Regions from separate parts of the Zea mays genome. Here region 2 is linked to region 1. The links are chromatin contacts, called in public Hi-C maps. All regions are on one chromosome and are shown on one strand. Each heading gives the region's core, a stretch centred on a gene start, on an enhancer-like site or on the middle of the called end of the contact. The rest is flanking DNA. Distances are from core to core; before and after follow the strand shown.

Region 1 (6,848 bases), core at 2,248-4,747:
ATGACCAGGAAAAAAGGTCAGAGAGTAAATCGACGAGCCATCTTCAAATCATATCTTGTTGCAGTACCATATGCGTGCTCACTGTCACTTGAATTGGTCTTTCTTCACGCAGGCTAGAACTTCTGTGCTTCAGCTCTCCGCCTCAGTCTAAATGGTCACCAGAGCAGGGATTCATGAAATAGGTGACAAAAACCGGAGAGGACCAAAAGTACTGGCATATTAATTTCAGATTTTTAGTACCACTTATGTCATTAACATTAGCAATGGTAAATTCCTCTTATTTTGTTAACGTATCTCTCAACATGCTTATTTATATTTATTTGCTGCAGAACATATTAAATCTTTGCTTAATTTTGAATTGTTCGCTATAAATTAGAACTTATATGTGCATATACATGTAGTCATGTATCAAATCCGCCGTTCAGTCATTCAGTGCTCTGTTCAAGTGTAAGTGTTCAGTACCCAATTTTTAATCATGTTTAGTATTACTACATCGTGGTTCATGATGTTCACTTGGAAAATGATGACCTTTTTTGTTCTTTGATAGGTGGATCCTGTTTCCCACCAAGTCAAGGTTTGTGAATTCGGGAGTGCTAGAATCTTGGTATGTACATGCTCTATAATAACATCAAGAAATATAATATTTTAATTTCAATACATATTTATAGAATTGAAACTGATAAGATAGTAAATAAATGGTCATGCTACAAATCTTCCACAAGAGAATGCCTCCAGAAGCAATGGATAGGCTTCTAGAAAAAGATAAAGTGCCAAATCCATGCTATAGAGTATGGACTGAGGTACTAATTTTCCTTATCTGATGAACCATCTGCTTGGTGCTGTGACGATCTCTAGGATATGCGGCTTGCTAAAATGATATTGATTGCTTCGTTGGTTACATTAGTTCTACTATTACCATGCTGACTTGATTAATGGCCTTCCTGACTATCATTTGGTTATCTCATGTTTCTGAAAATAAAAGATAACCATTCCTGTAAAAGTGACTAACGTTGTTGTGCGCTTAATCTGCATTTGTATTTGTTTGCCTTATTACACTCGCTTGCCTTTATCTTGTGTTTTCTATGTATAAGTGTGCAATTTTGGCATTTTTGTATATCTGTTACTGTTGTTCTCTACCTACCCACGTTAGATAAATGATTCACATGGCACTGTACAAGATTCAACATTGGCATGATTCTAATTGAACTTTCGAGCCAGAGCAGAGCATTTTGATAATACCAAAAAATGTCCTGGTGTACCAAAGGAGGGCATGCCAATGGCTGTGAAAGCTGACCATAGGAGACCTCATGCCTTGTCTTGGGAGGTCTGTTTTCTCACTAGGCATCCTGATTTCTTGTGTTTTATTTTTCACTTCTGTGTATTATGATTCTTTGACATACTACATCAGCATATCTTGTTGGCTCCTATTGAAGGCCAGCAGGAAAAAAAGGTCAGAGAGTAAATCGACGAGCCATCTTCAAATCATATCTTGTTGCAGTACCATATGCGTGCTCACTGTCACTTGAATTGGTCTTTCTTCACGCAGGCTAGAACTTATGTGCTTCAGCTCTCCGCCTTAGTCTAAATGGTCACCAGAGCAAGGGCAACGCAGAATCAGGTGCCCATTCTATGTTGCTGAAGTAGAAGCACATGTGCTCGCAGTCGAAAAGCATGGAATAGGAAGATATAGTTTCCTATCCCCCCTCATTCGACCTAACAAAACTCCTTGGTTTCTATATTCTCACTAAAGCAAAAATATATGTCTTTGCATATATTCGCTACAGACAGTTCTACCCCATGTTAATAGAACAAGCTAGGTTTAGTGTATTTATATTTTATCAAAGTCCTTGTTTTTCGTTTATTTATGTCACTTTTACAATCACACTTGTCTTTATAATTGCTTCTATTTGATTTTATTGTGAGGTGTTTGTGTTAACTTCGAGAGAACACCAACACACTGCTTACTGACGGAAGGGCTCTTTAGTTCTTTCAGTTTTTTTTGGAGCGAACGTTACATGTTTGCATGTTCCAAAGCAAACGTCAGAAATCAAGTTTTATCTGTAGAGGTTTGCTGGCATCCTTGAGGCCATCCTCCATTTGAAATGGTCTCACATTCCATTGCCTTGGGTAGTGGCATCGCTGCATTGAAACTTTGGGACTGGCCATGAGACATATATTTTCTTCTTTCAATACTTATGATGATTCCATGCTAAGTTCCGGTGCTTTGGAATACTTGATTGTTTAAGTCTTCTATTGATTTCTATTGTCTATTCTTCTGCCTTTTCTCTTGTTATTAACTATTGAACTGGCCTGGCTCTACCTTTTTTGTTATTAACTGTTGAACTGACCTGCTCTACCTTTTTTGTTATTAATTGTTGAACTGACTTGGCTCTACCTTTTTTGATATTAAATGTTGAACTGACCTGGGTTGCTGCCTTTCATTTGCAGATAATGTTGGAGTGATTGTGAATCCCAAGGGTGATATGAAAGGTATGAATTGTCCACTATAATTCCTCCAACATTGGGCCTATTCTGTTTGGCATGGCATGACAAACTATCAAATTTGTCTTGCAGGTTTCTCTATCACTGGACCTATCGGCAAGGAGTGTGCTGATCTTTGGCCTAGGATTGCTAGCGCAGCAAACGCCATCGTTTGAGAGCTTGTTGGAATATGTTCAGACTTCTATATGATCATCTTATTATCAGTTGCTAAGAGTGCTATTGGGCTTAATGGGCCCTTTATGTTTGTTCACTTAATTTTGTAGTAAACAGAATTTGGTATACCAAGGGGATCTATATAACGATGTATGCCATAAATTTTCTGACTACCATTTCTCATGAAATGCTTATATTGTTTATATTGCTTTGGTGACAACAAAATTTTTGGTAGTTAATTTGTTTCCCATCCTTTATGTTTGTTCACTCAATTTTTATTTGTTTCCCATCCAACTGAAATGTTTTAATGTCATCATTCTTCCTCATTTGTATGAACATGTACAAGAGTTTTTTTGTGATTAATTGTGACAATCAGCCGAGTTCTTTGCATTTCCAGCGAGTTACAAGCATGTAAAATATTACATTTCCATGCATAATATTTTTTTCTATGGATCTAACTTGTGAGTCATTTTTATAAACCAACCAAATATATGGATTATGAAACTTTTTCTCATAACAGTATAACATACATTTGTCTATGATTAAAAATTCTAAATTAACTTTTTAGAATAATTTGTGTGATATTGATAATGTTTTCCATACGTATTTTACATATTATAGTGATGTTTGTCGTTCTGTATCAATGTTTCATACAAATCTTTTACTTCTGTCACAAATCTTTTACTTCTGTCACAATGCACGGACACATATCTATAACAATATAAGTCATATATGTACATAAGTTATCGTGTTATTATACGATTCCGTTGCAACGCACGGTCACTCACCTAATAATATCTTATTTCAGACCATGAGTACCCCCCTTGTGGGCACTGGGGCCGGCAACTTCAGCAGTCAGCACGAGAACAAAGGTAGCAAAGCACCGGGCAGCTTTCCCTTTACGCTTCCCAGTTCCCACTCCACTCATCCTCACGCGCCGCCGCCAACCGGCGAGCAAACCGAACGAACCAGCAATGCCGGCGGCCGATCCCCCCGTCACTGACGCGGTCCCCGATGAAGATGCGGCTCCCCGACCATCTCCACCTCCGCCGCCGCCGCGGCCCCGGCCCCTCTCCCTCGCCTCCGCGCTCCCATTCTGGTTCTACTTCGCCGCCGCCGTCTCCCTCCTCGCGCTCCTCCTCCCCCACCTCCTGCCTCCCTCCTCTCCCGCGCCTCTCCCGCCTCTCCTCCTTGGACACCTCGCCGCAGGCCGCTTCCTCAAGCTCGATCCAGCCCCCGGCCTGTTCGCCGTGACCTCCCGCCCCACGGCCGCCGCCGGCGACTCCCCCGCGCACCGCGTCCTCGTCCTCCCTGGCCTCGCCGCGGGCTCCTTGTCCTTCCGCCGCGTCCTCTCGTCGCTCTCCTCCCGCGGCGTCCACGCCGCGGCGCTCGACCTCCCAGGCCAGGGCCTCTCCCCGGCGTCGCCCGCCGCGACCGCGCCCGCCCGGACCAGCGCGCTGCGGGAGATCATGAACCGAGGCGTGTTCCACGCCTTCGAGCATCTCGTGCAGACCGGCGAGGTCCCGTACCAGGAGGAGGAACCAGCCGCCTCGGCGGCGCGGTCTCCGCACGCGCCCGACGAGGCGGCCGCGGCCGTCGCGCGCGCCGCGGAGGCGCTCGGCGTGGGCCCCGTCCACCTCGTCCTCCACGACTCCGCGCTCGCGGCCGGGGCCGCGTTCGCGTCTGCCAACCCGGGGGCCGTGCGGAGCGTGACGCTGGTCGACGCCACCGCGTCCCTGCCGGCGTTCCCGGCCGCGGTCTTCGACGTGCCCGTGCTGGGGAGGCTGGTGCTCCGGGTGCCGGCGCTGTTCCGCGGCCTGGTGCGGCTGTGCTGCGTCCGGGGGGTCGGCGCCGAGGAGGCAGAGGCGTACCGAGCAGCGATGCGTGGGGAGGGGAAGGCAGAGGCGGTGGTCGAGGCATGGAAGTCGATGAACCACAGCTTCCAGCTTGGGGAGTGGAGGGTCTCTTCGGAGGAGGTGAGGAGGCTGCCGATGCTGGTGCTGTGGTCGGGTTCTTGGTCAGATATGTGGATCGACGAGGGGAAGAAAGTGGCGGCTGCATTGCCTGACGCCAAATTCATCTACCACTCCGGCGGCCGATGGCCTCAGGTAAGTGTGGTGATATAAGTTTACTTGTCAATTTCATCTTGTGAGGTTGAACGAAATGCTATACTGTAAATAAAAAATTTCTAATTTTTTTTGGAGATGATCAACATCAGCAGGTACTCCACAACTTTTCCATCTTGTTATGAATTTTGTCAGTGAAATTTCTTTAAATCGGTTCTTTTATAGCATCTCCAAGAGACTTGCTAAATAGCTTGTTAAGTTAAATTTTAGCTATTTAATAGTATAATAGCCAGTGGCGGAGCGCTCGGTATGGCGAGCTATGGCGCTCGCCATACCTTACTCGACTGCTGGGAGCCAGAGCTTGGTAGCGAGGTAGACGTGGACGGGTATGGAACTTCGGCGAGGCAAAGATGTCGATGAAGAAGCGCGTTTATGTCGGCGGCTCCGCGTTCAAGCTGCTCCGCACGGTCATCGTCTTCGCGCTCGCCGCCTCCCTCCATGCCTCCTTGTCCTGTTCGCCATGGGTCCTCGTGCTCATGGGGCCGGAACGCTCGCACCCTACCTCGCCGAGCCCGGCTCCGCCTATGTGCTCAGCTCCGCGGCCCCACCTGACGACGCTTCTACCTCCGCGTCATGCGCAGCTCTGCAGCCCCGCCCGACGGCGTGAGTGCCCTGCCTGGCTGCCTCAGCCCACGCGCAACTCCACAGCACCACTCGACGACGCGAGTCTGAACAGCTCCATTGCCTGAGCGTCTCCACTGCCATACCTTATTATCTGTTTGCGCTCCGCCACTGATAATAGCTCTCCAACAGACTAGCTATTTAACTTTCTAATCTATCTGGCTCTCTAAATTAACTCTCTCACTAGCCAAATTTGGCTAGCAACTCTCGCTATCTAAGCTAACTTGTATGTTGGAGAGTCTGTTGGAATGAGACGTTATATATAGAGTTTAATATCTATAGAGAGTAAAAATCATGTTCTTATTCCGGCTGATTGACTGAGTTGACTGTCCTGCCTGTCCATGTTCTTATTGTATCCCCATTCTCCCTTCAGAAGTCTCACCTTAGTCCTTAGGCACGACTGCATTTTCAAGCAGGCATTGCTAAGTCTTTGCATCCCCCAGTATAATAACCAAGTACCGAGCTGAGATGACGATATTGTTGTTTCTGTTGTGTTGCGCAGGTCGATGCCTTTGAGGAAATTTCAGGGGTGATCACCGAGTTTGTAACCTCAGCTGAGGAAGCTGGAAGCAGCAGGTGGTGACGTTGAGTAGGATATATACACTCCTTCGAGGATCGTTGAGCAAATGTAACCTGGAGCAGTTTTCAGACCTTTTAGTTGGTGGGTGCAGTGACAAGTGCAACTTGAGATTTTTTGTTCCTGGAGAGTTTCTGCTTGCAGCGTCTGTACCGAGTTCTGACTTTACACTAGCGTGTTTTTTTTAACTTTAATTTGTTGCTAAATGGTGTACTTGTTGTCTTGCTTCAGTTTGTAAAACGTGTGTCACTGACTCATGCTAGTGTAGTAGCATGTACTCAGTTTAGCGTCGTTTTGAGGTAGCGTGTTCTGAGTAATCACTTGTTCTGAGTAAGGCTCTGCATTGCAGCAATGGTTGCCGATATCTCTCCGCCAAGGTGGTTTCGGGACAGGTTCAGGTAGTTGAGTATTCGGCTATTAATGGTTATTTCGACTGAGGTCTAGGTAGGTGAGCAAGTACTTCCCATCTCCGGCGACGCACCAGTGCCGGAAACCGGCAGGAAGCCACCGGACAGGGAGCCGGTCGCCGGCGATCCAGCGCATCGGATCGGGCGGCGGAGCAACCAACGGAGGACTCCGCATCGGATCGGGCGGTGGAGCAACCAACGGAGGACTCTGGTCGTTTTGAAAAACGGGGTAGGCGATCACAGGGCCACCTCCTTCGTTACTAAGCTCCGGTTATGGCTGATGATGCTCGACAGCGGTTAAACCTAGCAAGAAGCACAAAATACCAAAGTTGTGGGTGTTATAATACTAGAAATGCAATTGCTTCGTTCGGGATAATAATTTTACGAAGCCCAGACATGGGGATACCTCCGTTCCAAAAAAAACTCGGCGTAGAGGCATAGCCTACGGGCTACGGCAACATG
Region 2 (6,738 bases), core at 4,103-6,602, 40 kb before region 1:
TTTCTCGTTTGGCGTTCTCGCTCTTCTTCCACGTTCCACAAGCAAATTGAACGCACGAAGCCACGGAGGAGTAGAGGCGCGCAGCGCACCATCGCGACGCGACGGCATCGTCCGTCCCGAGGCGCCCGTGTTCTCACCGCGTCACATCAAGCAGTGGCGGTAAAGTGGGCCGGGCTCTACATGGGTTTTCTCGGCCCGAAATAGCTGTGTTAAGGCCGAAAGGAAACGGACTGGACTGTTTACGTAAGGCTGTTAGGCCATCTCCATATTTAATCATATATCTCATTTTTATTTTAAACTTCACTCTACAGATAATATCAAACAATATCATTTATAGTTATTTTACACAGCCCACAAGAGGCAGTCGCGCGAACGCGGATGTGGAAAAGCCATCGCCATGGGCCTGTTTGGTTCAGCTTTTTTCTGACCAGCTTTTCTGAAAATCTGGCTGTGGGGAGAATCTGGCTGTGAGAAGAATCTGAGTATCATTACGATTACGTGTGGAGTAAGATAAAGTTATTCATAGGGCTTAGAATCTAGAAAGTGACGGATTCCTACTATTACAATGACTCAACCGATTATATGTTTATGTTGATTTTGGATGGTTTTTGCCTCAACGAATTTTATAGAAGCTGAGCGTTTGGCAGTCCGCAACAGCTTTTGGTGGGCAGAAGCCGCAGAAGCCGAAACAAATAGAGCCTAAAACCGGCTCAGCTCCAGCAGATCGCGAAAAAAGGAGAGGAAGATAGGGGTAACGACGCGGGTAGGGGTTATCCTTTTTCGCATCCATTTACGTGATTTATTGTACAGGATCTCCCTATCTTACGTATGGGGGAGCTAATAGAGGACCTAGTGGTAACGCTCTAAAAAGCCCTTAAGAAAACAATTAAAATCGTCAACAAGGCAATATATCTTGTGTTCAAAGGGATATTGTGCTCACATGCACATTTTAAATTTAGAACATTCATTTTACATCTAGCAGCACTACCAATTTTATATAAAAACTCCTTCCACCTACCTCCCCTAGTGGGAAGGGTTTTTCATAAAATTATCTTTTACCATTGGATATGAGATAGATGTACTAGATTTAAAATGTGCACATGATTATAGTGCCCCTTTAAACATCGAATATGTTCCTTGTTAAAAAACCCTATGAAGGGTTACGTCCGTCAAATGTGCCTCTAAGAGATTGAGATTCTAGTTCTCTATATAATTGTCACACCCAGTTTTAGAAAGTAAACCGAATGCAAACCATGTATGTGCCAGGATTAGAACTCACGTACACAATGATTACATAAATAACTCGTCACAATGCTTCAAATATTAATAAAGAGTAAGTAATAATATTACAAACTAGAGTCATTTACATAATATAGATTAAAGTGCACATAATAGAAACGTAGCCAACGTAAATAAACCCACCACAGACAGCTGACTGGGGTAAATGGGTACAGGTGGGTACTACCTATACCCGTGGGTAAAATATACCCGCATCATAACACTATTACCATCTAGTAAAGGTGTAAAGCTCATCTTAGCTAAAGAAAATCCTTATCTGGCTATCGTTTGTTTAACTATCAAGTTATGTAACATATGATTTGTTAAATTTGAAGTTGAACTTATTTTTGTATGTTTGTTTGACATTTTAAGTGATTGGTATATTAGAATTTGAGACTTTTTTGCGAGTAATGGTTACCCGAATTGTAAAATTACTCGTGTGGGTACAACTATGGGTAAGACTCTGTACCAACAAGCAGATATGTGTAACCCAATGTGTAGTTTTTTTTACAGGTACGAAATGATATTACCGAGGGTATATACCCGTTGCGATCCCTAATAATTATACATATAATGAGAATGTGAGGACACATACTCAGAGTTCTTTCTAAAATAAGACGACCTTTTTTCAATGGCTTCTTTTATCACGTCTTCACTAATATCACTGCTGGAAGTTTGATCCCTTCCTCCTTCAGGATCCTTTTTGTTATAAATGAATGCGACACAAATAGGATCAATCAGGATCCTTTTTGTTATAAATGAATGCGACACAAATAAGATCAATCACAGAGAAGACACAGATTTAACGTGGAAAACCCCTCTAAAGTGAAGGGGGAAAAAACCACGGGCGCCGGCCGACAACTTCTCACTATTTTCGGGTGGTTACAGATCGCAGGAGATTTACAATTGAGATAGATATCTCCTGCGGCTTACAAAGATATTTATAGAGGTGAAACCCTAAAACGATCCGTACCGCGGGGGGCCCCGCCCCCCGCAACCCCGACGACGAGCCTCCGCTTCGCTCGCCAACTTGACCGCCTTCTTCAGAATTTGGATCACAAACTCCACCTTGAGACAAATTCCTTGTAGCATCATAATAGCAACCTCCACCTTAAACAAATGCATCATCATCTTGCCGACGCCAACAACCACTAAGGGCTAATTTATAATACCAACTAAGTTTGATAGCTCAAACTTAACAACAGAAACATTCTTCGTCATCATATCAGCTGGATTATTATCGGTACTGATCTTGCATACCTTCACCAACCCTTTTTCAATGATATCACGAATGAAGTGATAACGAATATCAATATGTTTGGATTTCTCAGTAATCATCTGATCTTTGGTGAGATGAATGGCACTCTGGCTATCACAATAGATGGCAATGCAAGACTTAATTCCACATAGCTCTGAATATATACCTTTCAACCATAAGGCTTCCTTAGTAACTTCTGCAATTGCCATATATTCAGCTTCTGTGGTAGACAAAGCAACAGTATCCTGTAAACGAGCTTTCCAACTCACAGCACAATCTCCAATAGTAAAGACATAACCTGAAAGAGATCTCCTCCTGTCTAAATCACCACCATAATCTGAATCAACATAGCCAATCAGACCATCTCCAGATTTACCAAAACATAAACAAGCACTAGAAGAACCACGTAGATATGTGAAAATCCATTGAACAGCTTTCCAATGCTCTTTACCAGGATTAGACATGTATCTAGAAACAACGCTCATAGCATGAGACAAATCAGGACGAGAACAAACCATAGCATACATGAGTGACCCAACAGCACTAGAGTATGGAACTTTTGACATATATTCAAGCTCATCATCAGTTTCAGCATACTGTTTAGCAGACAGTTTAAAATGAGGAGCCAACGGAGTACTCACAGGTTTAGTATTTTGCATGTTGAAACGACGAAGGACCTTCTCAATATAATTCTTCTGGCTCAAGTACAGCAGTCCAGACTTCCTATCCCTGACTATCTCTATGCCAAAGATTTTCTTTGCAGCACCCAGATCCTTCATATCAAATTCGCTACTAAGCTGCGCCTTTAAAGCAGTGATTTCCTTCATGCTCTTGGCAGCAATCAACATATCATCAACATATAGCAGCAAATATGTAGGTGATCCATTAACAAATTTTAGATAAACACAGCTATCATATTGAGACCTCTGAAAGCCCTTAGAAAGCATAAATGAATCAAACCTCTTATACCATTGTCTGAGAGATTGTTTCAGACCATATAAGGACTTCTTCAACCTGCACACATAGTCTTCTTTTCCAGGAACAATGAACCCCTCTGGCTGGTCCATATATGACAGTTGTTATATATAAAAAATGCTTACGATATGTTCAAAAATAGTATACAAAATTCAATTAATCCTCGAAGAGTAAAACATTGGCAATGCACTAGTTGTAAAGAAAGAATAATATGATATCAGCCTCCACTTATTCTTGCACAGATTCACAAATGAGCAGCACAGTTTCACATAGGACACAGCATGGCTAACAAGCCAAGCACTCATCAAGAGGCAAGTGCCAAGGTACTACACCGAGCAATTATCACCCCACAAAACTCTGTTTTAGAAGGCATGGCCTAGGTGCTAGTACGTAGGCATTGTTCTGCCTAGAGCAATTTAAAACTTCAACTGTGTATGGAAGTTTGACTAATTGTAGATTGTAGATAGAAAGATAAACTATGGTCATGGTCTCATGGAACTCATGAGCGAACTGCCTAGGAGATGCTTACAAACTAGTGGAGCCTGACCACCTAGCGCCTAGTGTTTTTTGAAAAATTGATAACGCTTATACAGCGAAATAATTGGCTCCCCCTCCGAAACGCAGATGCATAATTTGAGGATAAAATGGTAGAAATCAACATGAATTGAAGACAAAGGTGGAAATCTGAACTCATTTTATATTGGAAAACGGGGTAATTTCTCAATGACGGCATATCTGGGATTACAACAGGCAATGTCTTATACATAAGAACAGCTTAAAAGGGGCAGTGAGCAAATTAAACCGCTGAAACGAAAAAATACAGGAGACAATGAATTGGAAGAATAACAAGAAAAACGGAAAACCGCTTCGCGCCACAGAAAAACTGAACCACCATCTGACTGCCATCAGATCATGAGAAGAGATCTCCGCCGTCTAAGTGTTGCTTTACAGATTCAGTTGGCTCTTGATAGTTGTCATCCCGAACTTCATTTCCCTCCTAACCTTTAAAACCCTAAGAGCTACCGACTGTGGCTGAGCTGAGATGTGCACCACGCGTTCTGAAGACCATGGTTCAGGCATCTCTACTTGCCTTCATCTCCTACCAGAAAAGCAGAAGTAGAAACCCTACCCCCGAGCCCGCCCGCCCAAAACCCTCCCGCAGGCCGCAGTGCACGACCCTCCGCAGCATGCAGCGGCAGACCAACCAAGACCCCGAGAAGCGCCCCAATTCCAGACCTCTGCAGCAGCTGCAGCCACAGACCTGAACTTTAAGCGCGCAAACCCTATACGAGGGGCAGGGCGGCCATATCAGCCCCAGAAGTTCAAGTTGGAGGAAGGGGAGAGTGTGCTCACTCGGCCTGCTTCTTGAAGTCTGAGACGCGGGCGCGCATGGCCTGCTCGATCTCCGCCTCCCTCTCTCGCGCCGCCACAGCGGCAGGCGGCAGCGTCGTCGTCGTCGGCGCCCATGAGGTGCCGTTGTTGGGCGTCGCTGCCGCAGCTGATGCCGTCACTCCTCGTGGTCGCCTGCGTCTGCTACTGATGCCGTTTTCAGTCTCGGCGCAGAATAAACACGCGAACAGGAACAGCTGCCGGTACCGGTCCGGGTGATTTCCTGCACGAGAGTGCGGTCAAGTTGGGCCGGGCCGGGCGACTCACATGGGCCTGGGCGGAGCAAGACCGTCCTGTGATATCGCGCTGGGCTGGTGGCCCTGTTGCTTTTGCTTCTCGCCAGCGCCCACCCGGCTTACACACCTAGGCCTAGCCTTGCTGGTTAATTACAATGAGTTGCCACTAGATATACGCGAAGCCTCTCCCACCTCATCTGCCTCGCGTGCGGCGGCGGCGACTCCACCTGGCTTGCGTCCTCCCGTTTTCCAGCCAGCAAGCCAGACTCCTCCCCTCTCCGAAGACTCCGATCGTCCGGATTCATCCAGATCCGGGCGTTCTGAGTCCTGCCGAGGCTCTAGATCGCGTCGCGCACGATGCCACGCGACCTGTCGCGGTCGCGGTCTCCGCCGCGCCGACGTTGGCGGTCGCCGTCTCCCGCGCGGTACCGCGGCCGGAGGGGGCGCAGGGACCGAAGCCCCAGTCCCATCCGTAGCAGGTCCCCCTATCGCTCCTCGTATAGGTGACCACACCTCCCGTTACACGCAGAAATCTGGCGAGTCTTCGTTTTATTTTTTGGGGGTTTGTACTGTAAAAAAAAGAAGTGAGGCGATGCTGACCGCCTTCATTGAAATTTTGTACTATTGCTTGCTTGATGGAAACGGGGCTTGGTGCTCTTATGATTATTTGATCTATCAACTGTTTGTTGGTGTTACTGTTAGAGGTAGCCAGCGCGGTAGTATATTGTGCTATGTCATATCTGCATGAACTATGGTTTATGAATGTGCAAATTTCATAATACTTCGGAGCGATCAAGATTTCTGATTTCCAAAGGAAGAAAAATGCTTCGGATTCTTTTGCATTACAGAGTTAGAATAAAAATACTTCGATGCAGCATGGAATATATCAGCAGATGAAGCTTAGATATAGTTATGCCATGTTTTGCACTACTTGCCTGTACAGACTAACAAGAGTTGCTTTCGTAAAACGCATGGAATCTACAAAGCTTTTACTCTGTGCTGTATTGCTGTGGAATGCTCCACCCCTGTAACAGTGTCTAAGGTAACTGCTTTTGCCCATGTTTTAGGGCTTCAGGAGCTAATGGTAATTCCTTGTCTATTGTTGTGATGACTCATTGACTCTAATTTTATTCTTACGGTGCTCATCTTTGTCTTGCAGAAGGAGGAGCCCTTTGCCTTCCCCAAGAAGGCACAAGAGCCGTTCTCCGTCTCCTAGGAGGCGCAAGAGTCCGTCTCCATCACAAAAGCGTTACAGAAGAAAGAGAAGTCCGAGTGTCACTAGCTCTCCAGTCGCTGCATCTCAGAGTTCCCACCTTGGGTTGGCAGAGAATAAGAATGTTATTGATACACAAAGGCTAGAAGAAGAAAAGAAAAGGTGGGAAGTATCTGCTTTTCTATGCAGTCTACATTATTTCTTCTACAAACCCAGCTATTCACTGTTGCACCCTTTCTGTAACTCTTCCGTGATGCTAACAATGAAATTCTACTAATCTAGTTGCTGTTTGCACCGGAATATATCACAAGGTCAGCTCTATTTGATAATCTGTTGACCATCTGTTTTCCTGAGTACATACGTGCAATATTATTTTTGGATTTTGCAAG

What was found. Hi-C and Micro-C count contacts between places; a contact is called where the count stands out from the background.
Region 2: a Hi-C map of ear shows a contact between it and region 1, with 4 times the contacts expected there. The contact joins the promoter of LOC100279750 here to the promoter of LOC103654385 in region 1. A contact is called at or near these places in 2 of 25 Hi-C or Micro-C datasets (ear and tassel) and 2 of 3 datasets of contacts at active chromatin or transcription factors (seedling and shoot).

The regions. Positions count from the first base shown.
Region 1 is chr4:196,933,357-196,940,204 of Zm-B73-REFERENCE-NAM-5.0, reverse strand. It overlaps LOC103654385 (protein AUXIN RESPONSE 4), which reads left to right and starts at 3,497. Exons shown (of 2, transcript XM_008681228.4): 1 at 3,497-4,763; 2 at 5,905-6,313. The coding sequence starts at 3,630. The coding sequence ends at 5,985. It overlaps LOC103654384 (a long non-coding RNA gene), which reads left to right. Exons shown (of 6, transcript XR_004857907.1): 4 at 1-1,618; 5 at 2,449-2,490; 6 at 2,575-2,810.
Region 2 is chr4:196,974,948-196,981,685 of Zm-B73-REFERENCE-NAM-5.0, reverse strand. LOC100279750 reads left to right here and starts at 5,352. Exons shown (of 4, transcript NM_001351799.1): 1 at 5,352-5,639; 2 at 6,296-6,511. The coding sequence starts at 5,494. It also overlaps a transcript of LOC541965 not described here.